Linked DNA regions of Mus musculus: all the other regions are linked to region 2. A link is a contact called in public HiChIP or PLAC-seq and promoter capture Hi-C data. All regions are on one chromosome and are shown on one strand. Each heading gives the region's core, a stretch centred on a gene start, on an enhancer-like site or on the middle of the called end of the contact. The rest is flanking DNA. Distances are from core to core; before and after follow the strand shown.

Region 1 (2,700 bases), core at 37-2,536, 980 kb before region 2:
AGAGAGAAAATTGTACGGGTTGTTGTTTACTTCCTGCCTCTCCCCGGGGACCTCAATGTGGCACCAGAACCATGTTTCTTCTTTCTCTGACATTATTTCCTGCTAATTCCCCTGAGACATAATTCTCATTTTCAGTACCTTGGTTCTTAGTTACAGAAACTATGGACAAAATTCATCCTCTGGTTTCCCTAACTCATTAGGGACTCAAGCCCCAAAGTTCTATCTCTGGGCTGAAGTCATCCTCTGCCCTGGCCTCGGATGCCAGGAGCAGGAAGATCGCTGTGAGCCCCTGACCCCAACCAGCCCAGCAGCTCAGTGGTCCCCGGGGTCTGCTCGGCTCTGCTCCATTGATGAAGGGAACCCCCAACTCCCTACCCCGATCACCCATACAACCCAGCACCCGCTCTTTCCACCCGGGAGCCTTTGTTACCCTGGTCCGTGGACCTCCTCATGGCGATGAACTTGGCCCCCTCATCGGATGCAGATTTTTTCCTGGCCTCAGCGAAGGCCAGGAGCGTGCCCCGAGGGGTGGCTGTGATGAGCGGGATGCGGAAAGTGTCTACAGAGCCGATCTGCTTCCCGCTCACCCACAGCAGCTGCTCCATGGTCACCAGCGGCTGCACCTGCGCAGAAGGACACCTCAATGCAGACAAGCTTCACGAGGTTTAAGGTACCTAAGACCGATAGGTACTGGCTCCAGCCAGGGTTCCCATGAGAGAGGGTAATGGGGAGCCTGAGTAGGGGTGAAGGGTGTCCTAGAACAAGAGGTGGGAGCCCAGAGGATAGTATGGGCCGAACCTGGAGGCTCCTGAGCAAGGAGAGGCTGCGAGGGGAGAAGGAACCTTCAGGGATGAGGGGCAGGACCCCATAACAGTTGAGCCAGGGGCCCAAGGAAGCAAAGGTGTTGGGAGGGGATGGAGGGGCAGGAGTGTCACGCGGAGGGATGGCCGAGCTGGGCAGTGGCCACCTCTGCAGGTGCAGCAAGGCTCACCAGGCTGAAGTCATCCTCTGCCCTGGCCTCGGATTCCGCCGCGGACACCAGGAGCAGGAAGATCGCTGCGAGCCCCTGACCCCGACGGCCCGCCCAATAGCTCAGCGGTCCCCGGGGTCTGGTCGGGTCTGCCCCCACCATAGCTCCCGGCGATCCCTGTCCAGGAACTGGTCACCGGTGGCAAGCCGTCAGCTGACCTCGGCCCTTTAAAAGCGCGCACGTCACTCCGACCCCTCCCCTTGGGGGCCGCAGCCCGCGCTGCCGCGACTCCAATTAGTCCATCAGCATGTGACCCAGAGGCGGCCCCAGTCTGTGTGAGCCTTTTGACTGGCTCTAACGCCAGAACGTGACGAAAGGGGCGGGGCGTGTTTTAAAGCAACCGGCGGCTATGAAAGGCACTGACCCCTTGTGGAAGAGACAGGTTAGGGATGGCATATGACTCAGTTGGTAGAGTACCTTCCTAGTTTGTATGAGTCCCTAGGGTTGGGAAGCCCCACTCCTAGCTGAGGAGATCTTGGCAGTTGATGGCTGCTAGGGGAGAGAAAGGCACTTTTCTTTAGGAGTGTGCCCATGGTACCCCACGTCCCAGTGGATGACCCCAATGCCCTTAAGCACATGACTAACACTGATTAGAATCACTAGGTTAAAAATAATAAGCAGCTGGGCGTGGTGGCGCACGCCTTTAATCCCAGCACTTGGGAGGCAGAGGTAGAGGCAGGCAAATTTCTGAGTTCGAGGCCAGCCTGGGCTACACAGAGAAACCCTGTCTTGAAAAGCTAAAAAAAAAAAAAAAAAAAAAAAGCGACGAATGAATGAAAAAAGAGCCACCCTCCTTCCTGAGTTCTAAGCCAGCCTGGTCTACAGAGTGAGTTCTAGGATAGCCAGGGCTACACAGAAAAATTCTGTCTCTAAACAGACACAGATAACTTGGAAATTCCAGTGCTCCTGCCTGTACCTCCCAAGTACCGATTACAGGCATGTGTCCCAGCCCTGCTTATGCTATAGACAGAATCCGGGGACCCTTCCATGCTAGGCAAACTCTACCAGCTGAGTTACACCCCAGTCTCCTGGCCTCAGTCACCGAACAAGTTTTTCTTACTGGGTATTGAATCGTGTGATAGCAATTTGGATTTTAATTAAAAAAAAAAAAAAAGGAAGCAAGTTTTCACTGAAAATAAAGCCATAAACTTATCAAGAATATAAAATATTAGTCTTTAATAAAATCTGTTTTCTACAAAATCGTGATTCTCAAGGCATTGACGGCAGGGCTTCTGTACAGGAGGGCTGCATTTCCAGGTCACGATGAGTCTCTCACTTCTTCCTGGTCTTTCCCCCTGTAGGTGCCTCATTCTTCTTGCCCAGAATCTTCAGGAGTGCCTTGGGCATGTAGTAAGGCCGCTCCTGGGAACCATCATTTCTCTCCAGGTCCTCGACTGAGAGGCAAAGTAGATCCGTCAGGGTGGATCCTGATAATGGCACCCCACTGTACCCCAAAATAATCTGGGGTGTATAAACCAAACATCCTGGTTTCCTGTCCGGGCCACTTCAGGCAGTTTGATACAACTTCCCTGGCTGGCTGTAGACCAGGCTGTATAACCTGTTTTTCTCACACAAAGTGGGATAAATAACTGTATATGTCATAGGGTGATAACAAGACAAAAAAAAAAAAAAATCACATGCCAGACCATCATGGTGGCTTTCTCTGTAAT
Region 2 (2,700 bases), core at 121-2,620:
GTTCCAGAACATCAGCGCCTTCTGGCCTCTGGTCAGTGTGCCACAGACACACAGACATACAATGCAGGCAAACATAAGACACAAATAGACTGGGCTAGAGAGAGAATCCAGCTGTTAAAAGCTATGACTTCTTCCAGAGGCTCCCAGTGACCACATGGTGGCTCACAACCATCTGTAATGGATTCTGATACCCTCTGGTATCTCTGAAAACTCTGTACTCAGATCTTTAAAAACAAAAGTCTAATAGCCCAAACTTTTGACCTCAGGGCGTGGGGCGGAGATATGCTCATGTGGTGTTGAGGAAAGCAGACATCGACCTCACCAAGAGGGCTGGAGAACTCACGGAGGATGAGGTGGAGCGAGTGATCACCATCATGCAGAACCCACGACAGTACAAGATCCCAGACTGGTTCCTGAACAGACAGAAGGATGTGAAGGATGGGAAGTACAGCCAGGTGTGTTAGGGGACTGGTGGACACGGGTTGTCCGTTAAAACTGGGTGCAGAATCAGGAGATAAAGTTGTCTCCCCTGTCTCAAAATCTAGGTTCTGGCCAACGGTCTAGACAACAAGCTGCGTGAGGACCTGGAGAGGCTGAAGAAAATTCGAGCCCATAGAGGGCTGCGCCACTTTTGGGGGTAAGTGGGTGATGAGGCTTAAGCTGCCCACTCCCAATCAGGCTGCACAGTCCACCGGCTCGCCTCCTGCTGCTCTGTGACCTGTATCTTTTTCTTCTGCAGCCTTCGTGTCCGCGGTCAGCACACCAAGACCACTGGCCGCAGGGGCCGAACTGTGGGTGTATCCAAGAAGAAATGAGTCTCTGGGCCTTTGCTGTTAATAAATAGTTTATATACCTATGACCTCCGTCTCAGTTTGTCTTCCATCTGATAGTACTTAATGCCACAGCGATCCTGAGCTCTGGTAGTTTAATCTGGCTGCAGGTGCCTTCTGGGTACAGTGCTCTTGGTGCACTTGAACGGAAATGTCCCTCATAGGCTCCTGCTGGTGTTTGCTCCTCCCTTTCTGTTGGGTGTTCACAAGGAGACTGCCTTAGGTGCAGCAAACTGGGCGGCAACCACTGTTAAAGGTGGGGCAGCCGGTGTTGAAAACCTCCAGGGGAAGCTTGGGCAGGCTTCAATTGAGTCTCCTGCCGTAGCCGTGCTAAGCTGTTGTGAAGTGGCTACAGCTCCGCCAGATGCTGCTGCTCGGGTGAGTTAACAGCAGATGCTGGCTGCTCTAGAAAAGCAGCCTGGTATTCCGCGTGCTTTACAGTAGGGACGGACCGGGAAGGGCTGGACCTATGTGAAATGCACGCCGCTTGTCGGCTTCCGGCCTAGAGAGGCATGATGGGAAGGTGCGGGGAGGGGCGGGATGGAGCGGAGTTCCGCGTGCACGCTAGCTAGGGAAACGAAGCCTTCCGGGGCCAGCTGTGGTGGGCCAGGGCCGCATTGCACGACAGCATCTGGAGAACAGCATCTGTGATGCGCCAGAGCCCCGCGCATGGGTCACCGCGTCTCCTCAGCAGCAGCTGGTTAAAGCCGTCCTCCCACCTCCCCACGCTCTAACAGCTGTGCCCACAGGTCTCTGCGGCACGCCATGCCCCTCAGCCTCTTCCGGCGCGTCCTCCTGGCGGTCCTACTACTGGTGATCATCTGGACCCTGTTTGGACCTTCAGGCTTGGGGGAGGAGCTGCTGAGCCTGTCCCTGGCATCCCTGCTGCCGGCCCCAGCCTCGCCAGGACCGCCCCTCGCCCTGCCCCGCCTCTTGATTTCTAACTCTCATGCCTGTGGTGGCTCCGGACCCCCTCCCTTCCTGCTCATCCTGGTGTGTACGGCCCCGGAGCACCTGAACCAGAGAAACGCCATTCGGGCATCTTGGGGTGCCATCCGCGAAGCCCGGGGTTTCAGAGTGCAGACGCTCTTCCTCCTGGGAAAACCTAGAAGACAGCAGCTTGCTGACCTGTCCTCAGAGTCAGCAGCACACAGGGATATCTTGCAGGCCTCCTTCCAGGATTCCTACCGCAACCTCACCCTCAAGACCCTCAGTGGACTGAACTGGGTGAACAAATACTGTCCTATGGCCCGCTACATCCTCAAGACGGATGATGACGTGTATGTCAACGTCCCAGAGCTGGTGTCAGAGCTGATACAAAGAGGGGGGCCTTCGGAGCAATGGCAGAAGGGCAAAGAGGCCCAGGAAGAGACAACAGCTATCCATGAAGAGCACAGAGGCCAGGCAGTGCCCCTTCTGTATTTAGGCAGGGTGCACTGGAGGGTGAGACCCACTCGGACACCAGAGTCCCGGCACCATGTGTCAGAAGAACTGTGGCCGGAAAACTGGGGTCCTTTTCCACCCTATGCCTCGGGCACAGGATATGTACTGTCCATCTCTGCTGTGCAGCTCATCCTGAAGGTGGCCAGCCGGGCCCCACCTCTACCTCTAGAGGATGTCTTTGTGGGAGTAAGTGCAAGGCGAGGGGGCCTTGCCCCCACACACTGTGTCAAATTGGCTGGTGCTACCCACTACCCCTTGGATCGGTGCTGTTACGGGAAGTTCCTGCTGACATCCCACAAGGTGGATCCCTGGCAAATGCAGGAAGCTTGGAAGCTGGTGAGCGGCATGAATGGGGAGAGGACTGCACCCTTTTGCTCCTGGCTCCAGGGATTTCTGGGTACCTTGAGGTGCCGGTTCATAGCCTGGT
Region 3 (2,700 bases), core at 113-2,612, 610 kb before region 2:
TCGATCACCGGTGAAGCCAGAGGGGCAGGTGCAGGAGAAGTGAGGGGTCAGTGGAGAAGTAGGACTACGGGAGCTTGGGGGTGTGGGGAGCAGGGCTTGGCAGCTGCCACCATTCTTGCAGAGTTGGGTATCCCTGCAGGGGTCAGGAAACTGGCAAGTCTCACCCAGAAATCCAGGGGCACACCTAGGGGTAGAGGGACATTTCAGGCCAGTGATTCCCCCTCCTCCTCCCCGTCCTGTCTCCCCAGGTCCCGCTCCTATGATGCACACTCACTGGCAGATCCCTTGTCCCCGAGATAGCCTCAGGCAGGTGCCTCCGTTGGCACAGGGCTCTGGGGATCCTCCACACAGAAGCTCTGGAGAAGAGACTGGAAGATGAGATGGAGCCCAGGGTCCAAGGGTCTCCAGATGGCTTGCCCTTCCTCCACCAGGTCCTCCTTACAGGCCACTGACCAGCAGCTCAGCACTCCCCCACCCCATGTTACCCAGGTGCATGGTGCTCTATCATTCTCTCTCTCTCCTTCACACCCCAGTCCCAGTCTCCACAGGGTCCCCTTGTCCCAGCCTTGTCCCAGGCCTTCCATTCATAGCTTGTTATTCTTCCCACCCCTTTCCTGTTTATTCTCCAGTCTCCCAAGTTCAGCCCAGCTCCATCCCCCGGAAGCAGGGCAACAGGGCTTAGGAGGGAGCCAAGAGCGCTCCTGGGATGTGAATGGCTGAGACACCTAAGGGATTTCCTTCAGGAAAGGCCAGCAATGAGCCACTGGGGTTGGGGACATCTGGACAGAAAGGGAGCCGGTGGGCTCTTCTCTGTCTCCATCTCTTGCTTCTCACTCCTCTCTTCCCCATATCAGGCAGTCCATTTTTTCTCCTGTTTGTCTGTCTGTTCCTCTTACTTCAGAACCAGCTGGCTTCTCCCTGGGCATGGACACCCTCCTTCCCACCCAACAGCAGGCACCACCCCTAGCACCAGGCACAAACCTGGGTCTCCTGTAGCCCCGGAGTCAGTCAGCCCTCCCTGCAGGTTGTCCCCATTAGAGGGGACAGAATCTCCTCCCTCCAGTGTCCTTTCAGAGCCTGGGACTTGGCTTTCTTCCCTGACCTCACCAAGCATCTCCCCAAGAGAGATATGCCCCCACCCCCTCACCTCTGGTCAGGATGACAGGGAAATTGAGTGGCAAGAGCAGCAGCAGCAGCAACTGGGGCTGCATTCCAGAGCGCCTGCCCCTGGCCCGGATCTCCTCTCCCTCTTCAGGCAGGGACCCTCAGAGCCCTTGTGGCCAGGCAAGGCCACCTCCTCTGCCTCTACCGCCCTTCTTCCTCCTGAGCCTGCTGCACGCCTCAGTCTGAGCTGTTTCCTGAGTCACACAATGTCCTGGACACCCTACTGATGGGGGGTGGGGGGAGCGAGAGGTTGGTGTGTGTGTGAAGGAAGACAAGGGAGAGTAAGAGAGGGGCGTGGCTGGCCGGGAGGGGAGCTGGTTTGCTCTTAGGGCCCAGGGTGGGGGGTCAGCCAAATGGGGGAGTTCCTGTCATTTTAATGGTCAATACGGCTTCCTTTTCACAGGACTGGGAGTGGCAAGGGAATGCTACTGTGACCCAGGAAGGGCAGGTCTTAGACAGAGGTGTTGGGACAAGGGGAGGATTCTCAGTTTCTGGTGTGACACACCCTCTTTTCAAAGGAGCAGCAACGTGTCTTGAACTGAAACCGGTCACTTTGGCAAACCCAGGGGATCTTTAGACCTTTCCTTGGCTCTTTCTGGGGGTGTTAGTTTTTTTTTTTTTTTTTAAAGATTTATTTATTTATTTATTTATTTATTATATGTAAGTACACTGTAGCTGTCCTCAGACACTCCAGAAGAGAGAATCAGATCTTGTTACGGATGGTTGTGAGCCACCATGTGGTGGCTTGACCTTCGGAAGAGCAGTCGGGTGCTCTTACCCACTGAGCCATCTCACCAGCCCGGGGTGTTAGTTTTTTAAAAAGGTATTTTGAGACAAGATCTCACTGTGCGCAACATCCTGGCTGTGCGAATCGTCCTGGCTGGCCTGGAACCTGTGGGATCCTTCTGCAGCTGCCACCTGGGTGCTGAGGTTACAGGCACATGACTCCATGCCTGGCTTTTTCCTGGGGAGTGGACAGGACGCTGGGCCCTCCTCCGAGTGGAGACGGAACCCAGGCTTCCCGTGTTCTACACTGATACTTTACCACGAGTCTGGAGGCTTGGCCTTCCTTCAGAGAGGAATGTAAAATATTGTCATTACCAATAACAAAGGGACACTCTATTTCATCCACCTCTACCTCTCTCCTCCACAAAGGATGCTGGGGTACAGTCAAGATGTTAGTCAAGACATAAAATTTAAGTCATCTATAAAAAAAGACAACCATAAAGGGAATTCATTACCCCCAAAAGTTCATGCTACCTCCTTTTATCTTTATTAAAAGCAAGCAAGCAAACAAACAAACCCAACCAACCAACCAAATAAAAAACAAAAACACAAAAAAAACAAAAAAACCTCAACTTTGGACAAGGTCTCATTCTGTAGCCCAGGCTGGCCTGGAACTCACCAGGTAGTGGAGGCTAGCCTCAAACTCACGAGCATCCTGCCCCAGTCTCCTAAGTGCTGGGATTACAGTGTGTGCTATAATGCCCAGGGCTCACTCTCCCTGAGGACCCAGCACAGCTTTGGAGTCAGCCA
Region 4 (2,700 bases), core at 40-2,539, 900 kb before region 2:
CAGAGGTTTCACTAGTAAGGAGAGTGCTGAGGACGGTGTTGTGCACCTAGAGTTCCACTTCCTGAGAGAAGCTTAGGGAGGAAGATACCAGGAGCCCAGGAGTTGAAAAAACAAAACAAAACAAAACAAAACAACCCACCCAACCCGGCCACATACTGAGATCCTTGCCAGGGGTAGTGGTAGGGGACAAAGTGGAAGAGGAACTTAGAAACCATCGACAGACTTGACAAATGTTTTGCTGTGTAAATAGTACAGAAGCCAGAGGTGAGGCAGAGCCATTCCAGGCTACCCAAAGCCACATATTTTCAATCCAGCCTGGGCTAAGTGTGAGACCCTGTCTGAGGTGGAGTGGTGTGTCAGAGATGAGAGATTTTAAGGCCTATTAAATGCAGTTGGTTATCTAAAAGCGAAGGGAGGGAGGTAGAGCAGACAGGAGGAGCACATTTACTTGGGCATTTGATGGTTCACAAGGCTCTGGGTGGTACTGAAGCCACAGGGACGATGATAATTCCATTGGGGATGACCAGAGAAGAGGGAGGGTTCAAATAAGACTGGACGATGCTGCCAAAGCTCCACTGAGAGGTCCCCTTCCGGTAGGAGGCAGGAGGACTCCCATGGCCTTACAGTCAGCCCAGGTGTCCCCAGAGTCTGGAGAAGCCGGGCCACCACGCTTAACTAACTCCTACCTTCTTCTTGAGTTTGTTGAACTTCTTCTGCAGTGCCTCTTCCTCTTCACTCAGCCCCGGAGGTATCACCAACATGTTGGCTCCTGGTTCAAGGGCAGAACCCAAGACATCATTCTCTACTGTCACCATTCAAAATTCACACGTCGTCCAACTTGCGTCCATCCTGTATGCACCCCAACCTCCAGGCCCGCCTACTCCAGCCTCTGGCCTTTCCCTAACCCCTCGTTCCTCCGAGGCTGCTTGTCCAGCCTCCTGTTTATGGTAATCAACCGGCATTCCCGCCTATGTCCAAGGTCCAGACACTAGAGCCTTGGGGTACCTCAGCCCGGAGAAGGGAAAGCACTCCCTGCGACGCCAAGGCGATGGCTCCCGACCCCCATGCCCAATGGGGTTAGGTCAGCCAACCTCGGGGTCCGATGGGCAGAGAAGGCGGCCGGGCCCGCGTAGCGCTATCTGGGCAACCAGAGGAGGAGGAAGAAGAACCAGGGGCCGCGCGGGGAAGGCGCGAAAGATGTGAGACGAAGCCCTCACCTGAGGGGGCGGCGCCCGGGCCCGCGGTCTCCGGCGCCGCCGCGCGGGCTACTGCGCGCTGGCTCGCGGCGATGACGTAAAGGGGCGGGACACGCGGTAACCAAGGCGGCGAGTCGCAGTGACTTCCGCCCGGCCTTGCCCGGCTCCGAGTCAGGCTTCGGCGCCGCTCTCGCCCACGCTCCCGGCGGGGAGTGGTGGAGGAGGGGGCGTGTCGGAAGTAATTTCAACTTCCGCCCTTCTCGGGGCGGGGCCGGCTCCGTGGTTACTCTGAGTTTCCGGGCTGCTCGGGAGCTGCCGCGGCTCCAGGATGATGGAGACGGAGCGACTCGGTGAGGGGGAGGGGAGGAGAGTGGACGGGAGAGGAGAGGAGAGGAGGGGAGGGGAGGGAGGGGGGTCCGCGGAAAGGACTAGTTAGTAGACAGGAATGACTTGTGGCTTTTAACCTGTGACCTTTCCCTTGTAGTTCTGCCTCCCCTAGATCCCCTGAACTTACCCCTTCGAGCTCTGGAAGTGGGGTGCACTGGCCGTTGGGAGCTGCTGAACGTGCCAGGGCCTCCAGAGAGCACTGTGAGTGACTTTTGACCCTCACCTTTGACCTATGAGCCTAAAAGAAATTCCACCCTGCTCACAGGAGGATGTAGCTTGACACTGTCATCTTGGCCTCCGGCTCATGCTGGACAGATCCCACTCTACTGGAACTCCAGTAGGTCGGAGCGGGGAGTGCTGGAGACGCGAGCTCTCAGAGCTGCCCCTTCACCTGTATCTTTCCTCCTAGGAGGTTCCTTCTCTCTGCATAGCTCAGAGCACTTGGCTCTTTTAAACTGAAGCCTGGCGTGGCTCACACCCTTATTCCCAGCACTTGGGAGGTGGAGGCAGGCAGATCTCTTGAATTGGAGGCCAGTTTGATCTACATACCAAGTTCTAGGCCAGCCAGGGCTATGTAGTGAGATCTCATCCCCAAAACAGAAAGAAAAGAAGCAGAAAATTTAAGACTGGCAGAATGACTTATTAGCCCAGAGATTCTCCACCTTTGATTCACTACCCATTTGAGGGTGGAATGACCCTTTGACAGGGGTCACATCACATATCAGATATCCTGCACACCAGACATTTACATTAAGATTCATAACAGTAACAGAATTACAGTTAATAAGTAGCAACACAATTATTTTTCGGTTGTGGTCAGCACAACAGGAGAACCGGTGCATTAAAAGGTGGCAGCATTTGAGAAGGTTGAGAATCACTGGCTTAGCCTATTAAAGCGCTTGCCCATGCAAGTCTGATGAGACACACGTAAAGGCAGCGAGAGAGCCAGCTCCACAATGTGGTCTTCTGACTGCCATGTGTGCATGCGTGTACCCATGTCCACCCATTACACACAGACCTATACATACTAACACATACTACTACAAATAATAAGAATTCTAAAATGCGAATTCTCAGTTGAGCACATAGCTCACTTGGTATAGCGCTTGCTCAGCAT

What was found. HiChIP or PLAC-seq counts read pairs in DNA pulled down with a chosen protein or histone mark. Capture Hi-C pulls out chosen DNA fragments and counts their contacts.
Region 1: a promoter capture Hi-C map of pancreatic islet shows a contact between it and region 2, with 4 times the contacts expected there. The contact joins the promoter of Neu1 here to the promoter of B3galt4 in region 2. A contact is called at or near these places in 6 of 39 promoter capture datasets (the C10 cell line, cranial neural crest, embryonic stem cells and 2 more), 1 of 484 Hi-C or Micro-C datasets (B cells), 2 of 115 datasets of contacts at active chromatin or transcription factors (acute myeloid leukemia and embryonic stem cells) and 4 of 9 other capture datasets (adipose tissue, embryonic stem cells, liver and 1 more).
Region 3: an HNF4G HiChIP or PLAC-seq map of pancreatic cancer cells shows a contact between it and region 2. The contact joins the promoter of Notch4 here to the promoter of B3galt4 in region 2. A contact is called at or near these places in 1 of 39 promoter capture datasets (liver), 1 of 484 Hi-C or Micro-C datasets (reprogramming fibroblasts) and 2 of 115 datasets of contacts at active chromatin or transcription factors (bone marrow-derived macrophages and pancreatic cancer cells).
Region 4: a contact with region 2 is called in a promoter capture Hi-C map of pancreatic islet. The contact joins the promoter of Nelfe here to the promoter of B3galt4 in region 2. A contact is called at or near these places in 12 of 39 promoter capture datasets (the 3T3-L1 cell line, the HPC-7 cell line, HPC-7-derived erythroid cells and 7 more), 2 of 484 Hi-C or Micro-C datasets (cerebellum and cortical neurons), 15 of 115 datasets of contacts at active chromatin or transcription factors (astrocytes, bone marrow-derived macrophages, cardiomyocytes and 7 more) and 4 of 9 other capture datasets (adipose tissue, liver, macrophages and 1 more).

What each region holds. Positions count from the first base shown.
Region 1 is chr17:34,929,839-34,932,538 of GRCm38.p6, reverse strand. Neu1 (neuraminidase 1) reads right to left here and starts at 1,286. Exons shown (of 6, transcript NM_010893.3): 1 at 992-1,286; 2 at 431-623. The coding sequence starts at 1,132. It overlaps Slc44a4 (solute carrier family 44, member 4), which reads right to left. Exons shown (of 21, transcript NM_023557.3): 21 at 2,103-2,424. The coding sequence ends at 2,303.
Region 2 is chr17:33,950,158-33,952,857 of GRCm38.p6, reverse strand. It overlaps B3galt4 (UDP-Gal:betaGlcNAc beta 1,3-galactosyltransferase, polypeptide 4), which reads left to right and starts at 1,370. Exons shown (of 1, transcript NM_019420.2): 1 at 1,370-2,700. The coding sequence starts at 1,596. It overlaps Rps18 (ribosomal protein S18), which reads left to right. Exons shown (of 5, transcript NM_011296.3): 3 at 267-455; 4 at 546-637; 5 at 740-860. The coding sequence ends at 815.
Region 3 is chr17:34,562,957-34,565,656 of GRCm38.p6, reverse strand. It overlaps Notch4 (notch 4), which reads right to left and starts at 1,362. Exons shown (of 30, transcript NM_010929.2): 1 at 1,148-1,362; 2 at 275-356; 3 at 1-184. The coding sequence starts at 1,211.
Region 4 is chr17:34,848,980-34,851,679 of GRCm38.p6, reverse strand. It overlaps Nelfe (negative elongation factor complex member E, Rdbp), which reads right to left and starts at 1,289. Exons shown (of 11, transcript NM_001045863.1): 1 at 1,092-1,289; 2 at 687-769. The coding sequence starts at 761. It overlaps Skiv2l (superkiller viralicidic activity 2-like (S. cerevisiae)), which reads left to right and starts at 1,476. Exons shown (of 28, transcript NM_021337.2): 1 at 1,476-1,546; 2 at 1,681-1,784. The coding sequence starts at 1,525.